2 separate regions of the Muntiacus reevesi genome follow, and region 1 is linked to region 2. The links are chromatin contacts, called in public Hi-C maps. All regions are on one chromosome and are shown on one strand. Each heading gives the region's core, a stretch centred on a gene start, on an enhancer-like site or on the middle of the called end of the contact. The rest is flanking DNA. Distances are from core to core; before and after follow the strand shown.

Evidence for each region. A called contact is a pair of places that touch in the nucleus more often than the background predicts.
Region 1: a contact with region 2 is called in a Hi-C map of muscle, with 8 times the contacts expected there. The contact joins the promoter of SAP130 here to the promoter of IWS1 in region 2. A contact is called at or near these places in 2 of 3 Hi-C or Micro-C datasets (blood and muscle).

What each region holds. Positions count from the first base shown.
Region 1 is chr3:264,652,515-264,655,237 of mMunRee1.1, forward strand. SAP130 (Sin3A associated protein 130) reads right to left here and starts at 1,403. Exons shown (of 21, transcript XM_065931989.1): 1 at 1,251-1,403.
Region 2 is chr3:264,116,054-264,118,753 of mMunRee1.1, forward strand. IWS1 (interacts with SUPT6H, CTD assembly factor 1) reads right to left here and starts at 1,334. Exons shown (of 15, transcript XM_065931964.1): 1 at 918-1,334. The coding sequence starts at 951.

The DNA of each region.
Region 1 (2,723 bases), core at 153-2,652, 540 kb after region 2:
CACCAAGGTGTACAAAACTGTCATCAATGTGTCAAAGGAGGAATCGGAGGCAGATGCCCTGTCCTAAGAAACGATCAGAAGCCTTACATCAAGACCTGATCCAAAAGGAATTCTCATGTTTTTCTGCACAGGCCTTCAGTGACAGATTTCATCCCGCCCTTTCACAGACCGCCACCGAGCCAGAGGGAACGGAGACCTTCGCCACCTTCCCTAAAATCGACCCTCACTTTCCCCTCAGGAGCCAAGCTCTGCCGAAATCCTCCATACGCCCGCAGTCCTACCTCCACCCCGAACCCCACAGCTGAGGTCGGAGGACACGGGTCTCCAGACACATGGGGTCTCTAAGACTTCTCCGGGGAGGGGGTTAGGCATTCTGAGGAGCTCAGGACCAGTATGCCTCTTTACCTGCAGCCGCCGCCCGCCGCCCTCCCCTCCCTCCCGATTCCACCTCGCCAGGCTAAGAGGGCCGCGGAGGACCCATCTCGGTGGCGGCGCTGGGTTCCGAGGTCGCCGGGAGGGCTCGCGCCACAGCGCGCCTCGGACCCGCCGCTGTCCAGCTCCTCTGGCCCCGCTCACCCGGGCCACCCGGCCACCGCTCCGCTCCAGTCCTCTTCCCCCGAACCTGCCCCTACCTCCCCCGCCTGTCCATTGGCCCCACGCCGGGCGCGTCACTCCAGCGCCCGGACCAATCCACCGCGGTCTGCTAGCTCTGATCCCGCCCCACCCTCCCGCCGACTGCCAGCCAATCAGGCGCGAGCCTCACCGGGGCAGCCCAAAGCCCTCGAGGCTGAGCCAATAGCAGAGGAAGACAGGCGCTGCCGGCGAAAGGGGCGGGGAGCTAGGAGGCCCCGCCTCGGTCGGGGTCTGAAAGCGGCGGGCGCAGGGCCCGGATGTGGAGAGTCACTTTAAACTGCTCCAGGAGCCAAACTCCTTGGGCTGCCCGCCCGCCCGCGCTCCCCCGGCCTCTCAGCTTCCCCGCCAAGGCCCACGCCCGCCACGCCCCCACGCCCGGATCAGCCCAGCCCTCCCGACGCCTCTCCTTTCCTTGCCGCAGGACACCGGGCCTTTGCCGCCGGGCCAACTGCCGTGCTCAGCTCGCGAAAGAGCACAGGTCTACGCCGCAGGAGACGAGGCACCGCTGCCCTTCCCCGGGGACGCGCAGCGGGACGGACGCTGCAGCCCGGCTCGGCCGCCCCGCCCCCTCGTCTCCTCCCCTCCCCTTCGCTCCCGGGCGCCTGTCCCGCCATTACCTGAGTGCTGCGCCAAGTGGCCGCCGCGCCACTTCGAGCTTGCTTCCGTGCGCTCTCCGCCTGTGGAGCCGACGTCCTCGGGCTCCGGGACCTGCCGCCACCGCCGAGGCGCTAGCACTCTGTCCCCCACCCCTCAACCCAGCGCCACTGCTTCCGCCGCCGTAACGAGCCCCTCACCCATTGGCTGGATTAGGCCCCGCCCTCCTCCGAGGAAGCCAGTCACCGCGCAGTGTGAGCAGAGAGCGGACTGGCCAGCCCCTCGGGGCCGCTGAGGCCTCTGGGAAACGTAGTCCCTGATGCCTAGAGGGCGGGCCTGGGCGGGGCGTCCTGGCGACCCGACCCGGGTAGCACACCCCTTTGCTGTCTGAGTTGATTCTGCCTTTTCCGTGTGCCTAGTAGAAAGGTCCCACCCTTTTGCTTCAGCTGATGGCACCAGGTTTCATTTTCTCGAGGGAGGTGCCTCGCGGGAAAAGAGTAATGGAGGCCGACTACACTGGGCCGAAGGAGCTGCAGGCAGGGCCGAGGGGTTTTCTGACTGTAATTGGTGTTTGCACCGAGGCCATGGCCCGCGAAGCCTGAGCATCGTGGGAGGATGAGATGCACGAAACTGGAGCGACTCTGTTGGGTTTACGCTGGACTCCGCGTCGGGAGCTGCTCATCGGGCCGGACCCACCAGAGAGCTGAGCTGAGCACTCTCAGGTTAAAGCCGGCTCGGAGAGGCGAAGGACTCGAACACGTTGTACCTGCTTGGTTTTTCCAGATTGCGAAGAAGCGGAGGGAGTGGTGGTGGTTTGCTGTTTTGTTTAGAGTGGAGGGATGGCGTTTATATGGTTGTACAAGACTTGGTCAACACTGCCGAAGCAAAATCTGAGTCTGATAATGATGATGATGTCTCCCTCCTTCCTTCCCAGATGGTAATTTAGGTCTGGAGTTTTGTGTTAAGAAATAAAAAGGGCTCACATCCTTCTTCCTTTCATGTACAGCTATGTTCTTGCTAGGAAGAGCGTAGCTCGTGGCTACAAGAATGAACCTAAAATATCCCTCTCCTTCCTCAAGCCACTTTGGTTTCACACTCTCTTCCCTTCTCAAATTTCTTCTAAGAGTAACTGATGTGGTATACCTTAGCCTCCTCTCTCCTTAGGCAGTTGATTCTGCCTCTGCCGCTGCTTCCCAGGCTGCTCCCCCTAAGTTGCCAGTGACCCTCTCACCTCACCCAGTGGTCCTTACTTAGTTTTCAGCTTGTCTAGTTTCACCAACATTAGTTCCTCCTTAAAATATTCTTCCCTCTGGGGAAAGAATACTGAAGAATAGATACATGTGTATGTGTAACTGAATCATCTTGCTGTTCACTTGAGACTAACACAACATTGTAAATCAACTATCAACTCCTTTGGTCTCCAGAAACACACTATTTCCTGATGCTACTTCTGTCTCTATTAAGCTCCTTTATGCCTTGTCTTTCTCACATGTACC
Region 2 (2,700 bases), core at 84-2,583:
TTAAATTTAAAAACACAAATGAACTGACAACTATTTTGAAAACATGAGGAAAACGTTTAAAGCGAAACAGCAGAATATGTTTGGAAACGTGTTTGCAGTCACTGCTATTCGTCGTCATATATTAGAATCTATGTGAACGCAAAACAGAAAAGAAGGTAGTTATGCTTAGAAATTTATTTAAGCACTTCTGACAGACAATACTCACTGGAACTAGAACACAATAGGAAAGCAAAAGTAATGTTTTTATTCCCCATGAGGTTCTGCCTTATTCGTTTTGGGTTCCCCAGTGCCCAGCACTGCGTTAACAGAGTGGGGCCGCGTGTTTATAAACAGAAAAAGAAAGAACTTAAGGGAGGAGAAAGGGGAAAGATCTCAAGTTGAAGGAAAGGCACAAAAATCACTAGTAAGCCCCAGAGGTACACACCTTATTCTAAAATACGTATACAACTCAACTCCGATGTTTTCTTTAATGGGAGAAACTAGTTTGCAGGCGTAGTCAAACCAGTTTCAACTCCAAGTGAAAAGTCTAGGTAAGATCATGCACCCCCACTGAACAGCTAGCTCCCCGGGATTCTCGAAAATCACTCTCAACTGCTCAAACAAATTCCCTATCAAGAGAGGCCATTCCTAATACTTTGCACACAGTAAGCATTTGATATATACAAGGGGCTCCCAGTTCAGCAACATCCTTCGCCGATCTGAAAGACGGCTTTCCGTCCAGAATTCCCTCTCCAAGGTTCTAACTTCTGGGTCCGCAGCCGGGCTGCCAGCTCTCCCCGCTACGCCTCAGTCAACATCAGACTGAGTCCCGGGAGAGGTTTCTGGGGCTTCCTTCTCTTCCCCGCGGGAGTGCGTGGCCAAGCCCGATCGAGAAACCGCACCGCCCCCCAGCCCTGTCCCCTACGTCCCTGCCTCACCTGACTGGTCGCCGCTGTAATACTCCGAGTCCATCGCAGGCGGCTCTAGGCGGGGAGTGTCTGGGCCCCGCGCCGCCCCCGTCACTTCCTTGCCGGCGCTGTGACCACCGATAGCGCGGCCCGGGGCTCAGAGGCTCCCGCCCAACTGGAGCTTTGGGAGACTGCGGAGAGTAAGGCAGCAACGGCGGCAGACGCGCACACTTGGACCTACAAACGCCTGCAGAAAAGGCCGTACCCTGCTGGCGACCAAAGCGCGCGGGTCAGTGAGCTACTTCCCAGAAGCACCTCTGGGCCAAAATGGCGTCTGCCCCCACCCTCAAAAGAATGCAGTGCGCAGGCGCTGTCACATGACATCTGGCCAATGAGAAGACTCAACGGTATGACACACGGCATTGGCCGGAAAGGAAACTTGTGGGGAAATTGAGCGGGAGCCCCGACTGCAATTACAATCTTCTTGGAGGAATCTGGTCTGTTCCCCATGGAGATGAGTGTTACTTTATGGGTTCTCCGCCCGTGCTTTGTTTGAGTACCATCTGGAGTATTGTTCCGAAAAATGAAGACTCGCTAAAATTAAATTTTCCATCATACGGAAATTAACTATCGTTCCCATCAAGCAGCGACGCGCTTGATTCCCGCCCTTAGGACGGGAAGTGGCGCGTTTTCTTCTGGGACTTGTAGTTCGAAGCCTAGCGAGCTATGATGTGTTACTAAGTGACCTGATCAAAAGAGCCTCTTTTCAAGGCATTTTTCGTCCTTTCTTTTTAAAAAGTTACGACTTAATTTCCATCTTAAGAAACCATTTGGTTTACAATAGGAAGTACAGGTTTTTGCTTCCAGGAGGGTTCCCGGATGAAATCTTGCTGAAGTGAAACTGTTGAACTTCCCTTGAGCCCTACATGCTTGTGAGAAACAACAATGGTTGAGAAACTAGCATGTCAGAACGCGGACTTTAAAGAACCATCCCTCTTCCTATCTCTCAAGTAAAGGTTATTCTCCGCTCTTTTTCGTGAGACCTGTAAGACTTAGAGATGACCGCCTAGTTTACCCATGACAAGGCAGAAGACCTTTCCCCTTCCTTCTGAACCTGCTCAGATCTTGCAACTTTCTGTTCCTGACTTTGCCCCTCTAAAACTAGTGCTATGCTGTGCTTAGTCGCTCAGTCGTGTCTGACTCTTTGAGACTCCAGGCTCCCCTGTCCATGGGGATTCTCCAGACAAGAATACTGGAATGGGTTGCCATGCCCTCCTCTAGGGGATCTTCCCAGCCCAGGGATGGAACCCAGGTGTGCTAGCAGATTCTTTACCGTCTGAACCACCAGGGAAGCCCAAGAATACTAGAGTGGGTAGCCTATCCCTTCTCTAGGGGAACTTCATGACCCAGGAATTGAACAGAAGTCTCCTGCATTGCATGCAGATTTTTTTCCAGCTGAGCTACCAGGGAAGTCCCCAAATAACTAGATGCTGGAATAAACATTTTTCTGTTCTCGTTACTGTTTGAAACTTCTGACTGCAAATCAATCACAACTATAAAGCATCACACATTCCTTCCTAGGAAAGTCTCAGACAACCCCATGTCCCCTGTACTAGATACCCTGATCTTCATATCTGGTGTACTCTTCCTATTGCAATACCCTGACTAAAGTCGATTTTCTTGCTTTTTTTTGTCTTAAATGGAAAAGACAATATTACTGCCTTTAGATTGGAGGAAGTATAGGAAATATTCCCTAGGAGGTGTAGCCTTGCAGAAATAGGGCCTTTCGTTAGTTGGCAAAGCATACATCTTG